Regions from separate parts of the Pan troglodytes genome. Here region 2 is linked to region 1. The links are chromatin contacts, called in public capture Hi-C maps. All regions are on one chromosome and are shown on one strand. Each heading gives the region's core, a stretch centred on a gene start, on an enhancer-like site or on the middle of the called end of the contact. The rest is flanking DNA. Distances are from core to core; before and after follow the strand shown. Region 1 has its middle 37 kb from the start of PRAME. Region 2 has its middle 100 kb from the start of GGTLC2.

Region 1 (3,215 bases), core at 215-2,714:
TTTGCACACACAGAAATCAGACACCAGAGATGAGCAGGCGGAGGAAAGACCATGTGAGGACACAGCAAGGAGGTAACGACCTGCAAGCCAAGGAGAGAGGCCTCAGGGAAAATCAGTCCTACCAACACTTTCACCCTGGACTTTCCAGCTTCAGCACTGAGAAAATAAGTTTTGCTGTTGAGGCCACTAGTTCTTTGGTATCTTGTGATGGCAGCACTGGCAAATGAAAACAAGAGGGACCCCAAAGACCTTGGGTAGGGGGAACAGATGGAGCAGGGTGCAGGAGGCAGGGCAGGGAGGGGCTGGAAGGTCATGCTCTGAGGTTCGTTTCCTGGATGGAACTGGGACTCCACTCACTACTGTCTGGGGAACTTGGGGAAAAAACTTCACCTCCCAATATTGATTCCGTAATAAAATCTGGGCCCTGAGCATAGGGCTCCTCATCTTCCTACTCCATATGATGCAAGTTTTCATGAAGTTATACTTGCAAAACACTCACCAATGCATCTGGCATATATTAAGGGCTCAAAAGTAGGCCAGGCATGGTGGCTTATGCCTGTAATCCCAATACTTTGGGAGGCCGAGGTGGGGGATCACTGGAGTCCGGGAGTTCCAGACCAGCCAGGCCAACATGGTGAAACTCCATCTCTACTAAAAATACAAAAAAAAAAAAAAATAGCTAGGCATGGTGGTGCCCTTCTGTAATCTCAGCTATTCAGGAGGCTGAGGCAGGAGAATAGCTTGAGCCTGAGAGGCGGAGGTTGCGGTGAGCCCAGATGGTGCCATTGCACTCCAGCCTAGATGATAGAGTGAGACTCCATCACAAAAAGAAAAAAAAAAAAGGTTGTCATTCTGCAGCCCAGATCGTGCCATTGCACTCCAGCCTGGACAATAGAGTGAGACTCCACCACACACACACACAAACGCACACACACACAAAAACTAACCCCCGCCCCGCAAAAATCCAAGGTAGTCATTCTGCTGTATGATCTATTGATACATACAGGATGACATTTGTCCTGTGGGCACCAGGGGGCACTGTGACCCCTGGTTTGGGACACTAATGGCTCCAAGTCCCTGGTAGTACTTGAGTCATTTCCTTTCTGGCCCCTTCTATTGAGTAGAATCCTGAAACCCACCTGACTCTTCTTCTAATCTTGAAAAATTACGCAGAGAATGTCCTCAGACATAGGGTCAGACAAGAACTTCGACATACATTTTAAAGAATGGAGAGCAGATTTACATCCGCTGCTTAACAGGGAACCAACTAACAAAGAATTAAGAATAAAGGAAGTAGAGTTGCATGAAGAGACTCCCCTTTCTATGATAAGAAAGGCCTGAAGGTCCCTTCCCAGCTGTGGACTCAGAGGCAGAGCTCTGGGGCATTTCCATTATGGCCTGGACCCCTCCCCTGCTCGTCCTCACTCTCTGCACAGGTGCTGCCTCCCAGGCTCAGCCCCCAGTGGGATCAAGATCAGCCTGGCCCTGACCTTCAACTCAACATAGGGAGTGATGCAGGGTGTGGGGTTCTGGGAATGAGGCCCTCATCCTCAGACTCACCTCTCCTGTCCTCTCTTGTGGGCTCCGTTATTTCCTCTGGGCCGACTCAGGTGCCTGCAGTGTCTGTGGCCTTGGGACAAATGGCCAGGATCACCTGCCAGGGAGACAGCATGGAAGGCTCTTATGAACACTGGTACCAGCAGAAGCCAGGCCAGGCCCCCGTGCTGGTCATCTATGATAGCAGTGACCAGCCCTCAAGGATCCCTGAGCGATTCTCTGGCTCCAAATCAGGCAACACAACCACCCTGACCATCACTGGGGCCCAGGCTGAGGATGAGGCTGATTATTACTATCAGTTGATAGACAACCATGCTACTCAACTCACAGTGACACAGGCAGATGGAAAAGTGAGACACAAACCCTTTTTCTGTCTGTGTCACTCACTTCCTCCGGCCCCAGCAGGACTGTGGACACAGCCATGGGCAGGTCTGGCTCAGTTTTCCTGGATCTGAGACCCCAGGGTGCCCTGGCCTCCAAGCCCTCCAGGGAGACTCTGAAGAGAGTGGGTTAGGTCAGGAGAGGACTTGGGGCTGGCAGGACCAGACTGTCCTGGTATTGTCCAGAGTGGCTGTGTCTGGGCTTAAGATGACCTGAGTGTAAGGATAGTCAGAGGGAGACAGCCATTGAGTGGTAATGGTCCCTGGATTTCCTTCTGTATGGTGACTGGACCTAAGGCAGTGCTGCTTTTCTGTGGCCCAAATGCCCCAGATCATTCTGAACTTCTCATGTTTAACTGAGACCCTCAAGCCCCAGCTCCATGACATCCTCATATTCTGAACAGGGAGGGCCACCACAATGGGCAGTGTGGTGTCCATCAAGATTCCCCTTTCAGGGCTCACCCATCCACCATACACCCAAGGCTGCTGGGAGGCCCTGGCTTCTCACAGCTGTTCCCCACCGGAAAATGCCATTGATTGCAAAGAATGGCCTCCCCCAAAAGTTTGCCCATGTCAGAGCGTGGCTCAGGTGCGATGACTGCTTGATGCCTCAGTCCCAAAGTCAGGCCTTAATTTAGGATGGCCTTGAAGTGTGTTGCAGCTGAGCACTCAATTGTAACACATTCCCACTCATGCCTCCCATACTTCTTTCCTGAGAATGTATCCCTAAACCTCACTGCATGGAATTCCCCCTCTCAGAGTAGGAGTCCGGGGAATTAAAAGATTTAAAAACAAACCAAAACAGTCCAAAGGGAAGAGTAACAAAGAGGAGAGAGTTGCAAAGAGAGAGGACTCTGGAGTCTGCAAATGTTCGTGAGCACTGATGAGCACATATGTGGGAGGAAACAACCTCTGGTAGAGAAAAGAACCATCCAAAGACACTTGAGAGAACACTCCAGAGCGTGTGTGCACACACACACACACACACACTCACACCCCACATAAAGAGAACAACAACACTCATCATCATCAAATTGCTAAAAAACATTTTAGCAATTTTATGCTAAAATGATGATGAAGAAATGTGGTGAAGAAATGTAGCCTTAAAAGTAGCCAGAGAGACGAGGTGGCTCACGCCTGTAATCCAAGCACTTTGGGAGGTCGAGGCAGGTGGATCACCTGAGGTCAGGAGTTTGAGACCAGCCTGGCCAACATGGTGAAACCCCGTCTGTACTAAAAATACAAAAAAGTTAGCCGGATGTGGTGGCAAGCATCTAT
Region 2 (3,114 bases), core at 167-2,666, 150 kb after region 1:
TGCTGCCTGCCTGGCCCTCATGCCCCGTCCCTCCCCACCCTGGTTAAGCTCTGCCCCAAAGGGCCCAGGTTCATAACTCAGGACACCTGGATCAGCTCTTGGACTTGCCCCCACTGCTCTCTGTTCTCCTGAGCCACTTAGTTTCTTTTGGCCACAGTGTTACCTGCTGCGAAGTGAGGAGGCTTATACTGAACTGAAGAAGCACTTTTCTTCATTCAAAATTAAAAGATAGAAAAACAATGGAAGTCATGAGAATGGGGGGATGTCATTTAGTGGGCTTCAGTGGGCTTCAGACATGGAATTTCTTGTCTTTCCTCTGCAGAGATTCCAAGAAAGGGACTCAAAAAGAGCTTGCTTTCTATATGGTGGGAACAGTAGCTGCCAGCTAAGAATAAGCAGGAGAGTCCCAGTTTCATCAGGAAAACAGACTAGGCTAGTACGGAAATCCTCCCTGCAGAAACTCTGAGAAGTGTGGAATGAAATAAACATAAACATGAAATTAATCTGCCAACGATGGTGATGTTAGCTCACAACTAAGCTGCAGTGCCAGAAACATGCGGTGATTGCAGTGAATCATAGCTGCTCTTGCTGGGTGGGAGGTGCACCAGTTTGCTTCCTAAGTGCATAGAAAGCCTGGGTCCATGTAGGATGGCACGCACGTCTCTCTGGACTTTGAAAGCTTGGCAGAAGAGCTTCAGTTGACTTACTCTAATTAGTCCTGACGGAACAAAACCACTAGAGTAGGGCATTTCAACCCTGAGACACTTCTATAGCAATTGCTCCTGCCCCACATCCCTGCACTGCATGTGTGACCTCTCTGTGGTGGGCTGGGCAGGGCAGATTGGGTCACACTGGCACAGAATGGGGCTGGACTCTCTGGTCCTCAACTTCTGAGGTGACAGGTGCTGTGGGGTCACCTGGAAGGAAAAAGCTCCTGGGCTGAGTCTCCTCCACCAGTTGGGGGCAGCAGGGCTGCAGCCAGGAGCAGTGAGGAGAGAGGCTGGGGCTGCCCAGCTGGGGAAAAGAGGAAGGCCTGCCTGAGGTTCAACAGGTGTCCAAGAATCAGTCTTCAGACTGAAAGTGAAGACAGTTCATCCTATCCCCTCAGGCTGCAGTGACCACGTTCTGAGGGTCAGACTCATATAATGTTACCCCAGGACACTGACAGAAGCCCGGCACAGTGAAGGCCTCACCTGGGAAATGCTGCTGGAGGAGGCTGGGCCCAGGTGTCAGCTTGGGCAGCTTCCTTAGGAAGGGGACTCCCTGGGAGAAGTCCTGAGGTCGAGGTGCTCTAGGAGGGGCACAGTGTGAGGTGACGGGGCTCCCAGGGCCTGGGTTCTTCACCCAGGATGGCTGCCTGAGCCTCCTGCCACTCTCAGGGCCTTGTCCTGCCCTGTCCAGCAGTGTCCTGGGGAGCTGAGCCCTCTGTCGTGGGCACTTCCAGATACACTCTGCCTACCCTCCCTCTGCCTTTCCTTCCATCTCCAGGCAGACTCTGACTCAAGGGCAGCTCCTGTGCTTAGGGGAGTCTCAGGTGGGTGGCTTGAAGTATTTGGGGCCCTGGTCCCTGCATGGGGCATCACCAGCCTCATCGAGGAGACACTCTCCAGAGGGATGGGGATTCTCACCTGCCTCAGGCCACAGCTCTGACCCCGGACCTGTCCATGCTCAGTGACAGGACAATAACCAGGAACCTGGCTGGAGTAACCAGGGACCACCCATCCTCTGGAGCTCACATGCTGTGCAGAGACCATGACCCTGGGACCCTGGGACCCTGCGACCCTGGGACCCTGGAACCGTGACAGAATCCATGGGGCCTAAAGTTAGATTCTCAGTCCACTATGGTTTTCTGCTTCTTTTTGCAAGTTTACATAAAACATTGATGAGAAAAACATAAATAAATAACAGACGAGCTGAGGGTGCCAATTGCTTATCTCTTGTGGCAATGAGGGAATGGTATAGAAGGAGCAGCACCATGGCTGAAATGAGACCAGAGGCCCTGTTGACTCCACAGGGGTGTGTGGTTGCTTAAATGACCCAAATATTCCTACTGAATAATTAGCAAGTGTCCTAATGACACAGCACAGCATTTAGATGAAATGAACAAGAGGGGACTGAGTCTGAGGGACCAGGAGGAGGAAGATCATGGGTCCCTGGGCCACCTGCTGCTGAGTCAGGTGTCAGCATGATCTCTCGGCAGGGCCCAGCTCAGCCCCATGGCCAACCTCCTGGAAGGTCCACAGCTCTGCTGAGCCTGGCCCAGGACAGACCCCAGGTCAACGAGGTTTGGGACAGTGGTCATGAAGTCAATTCCCAAGAAGGTGACTGCGATCACAGGGCTTCAAGGCTGCAGCTGATTTTCTAACCAGAGATCCTGCCGCTTCTTCTTCCTCTTGTCGCCTGTGCTGCCCCCACAGCTGGTTTGGGTGACATCTCTCCAGGAGGAGTCCCAGAGGAAGTAAATTTGCATAAACACCAAACACTGACTACCCCAAAAAGCCTGAGAGAGAATAAGAGAGGCCTGGGGAGCCTAGCTGTGCTGTGGGTCCAGGAGGCAGAACTCTGGGTGTCTCACCATGGCCTGGATCCTTCTACTTCTCCCCCTCCTCACTCTCTGCACAGGTGCTGTCCCCAGGCCCTGCTCCAGGCCCTGCTCCAGTCTTATTCCCCACAGATCCCAAGTTAAGCCAGCCCTGAATCCTGAGCAAAGCCCAGACACAGCCTCTGGGTGCGACTCCTGGGAATGGGTCCTTTGTCTTCAAGCCCCCTCTCTTGCTCTTCCTTGCAGGCTCTGAGGCCTCCTATGAGCTGACACAGCCACCTTCGGTGTCAGTGTCCCCAGGACAGACGGCCAGGATCACCTGCTCTGGAGATGCATTGCCAAAGCAATATGCTTATTGGTACCAGCAGAAGCCAGGCCAGGCCCCTGTGCTGGTGATATATAAAGACAGTGAGAGGCCCTCAGGGATCCCTGAGCGATTCTCTGGCTCCAGCTCAGGGACAACAGTCACGTTGACCATCAGTGGAGTCCAGGCAGAAGACGAGGCTGACTATTACTGTCAATCAGCAGACAGCAGTGGTACTTTTCCCACAGTGACACAAGCAGACAGGGAA

What was found. Capture Hi-C pulls out chosen DNA fragments and counts their contacts.
Region 2: a contact with region 1 is called in a capture Hi-C map of stem cell-derived neural stem cells, with 3 times the contacts expected there. The contact joins two enhancer-like sites. A contact is called at or near these places in 2 of 7 Hi-C or Micro-C datasets (induced pluripotent stem cells and stem cell-derived neural progenitor cells) and 1 of 1 other capture datasets (stem cell-derived neural stem cells).

Annotation. Positions count from the first base shown.
Region 1 is chr23:24,580,772-24,583,986 of NHGRI_mPanTro3-v2.0_pri, forward strand. No RefSeq gene overlaps it. Among named protein-coding and RNA genes, the nearest start is that of PRAME, 37 kb to the left of the region's middle. Within about 2 kb of position 1,465, at least 1 of the 24 cell types and tissues checked has an H3K27ac peak or open chromatin away from gene starts, as enhancers often do. A contact at or near this core is called in stem cell-derived neural stem cells, where this site is marked.
Region 2 is chr23:24,730,310-24,733,423 of NHGRI_mPanTro3-v2.0_pri, forward strand. No RefSeq gene overlaps it. Among named protein-coding and RNA genes, the nearest start is that of GGTLC2, 100 kb to the left of the region's middle. Within about 2 kb of position 1,417, at least 1 of the 24 cell types and tissues checked has an H3K27ac peak or open chromatin away from gene starts, as enhancers often do. A contact at or near this core is called in stem cell-derived neural stem cells, where this site is marked.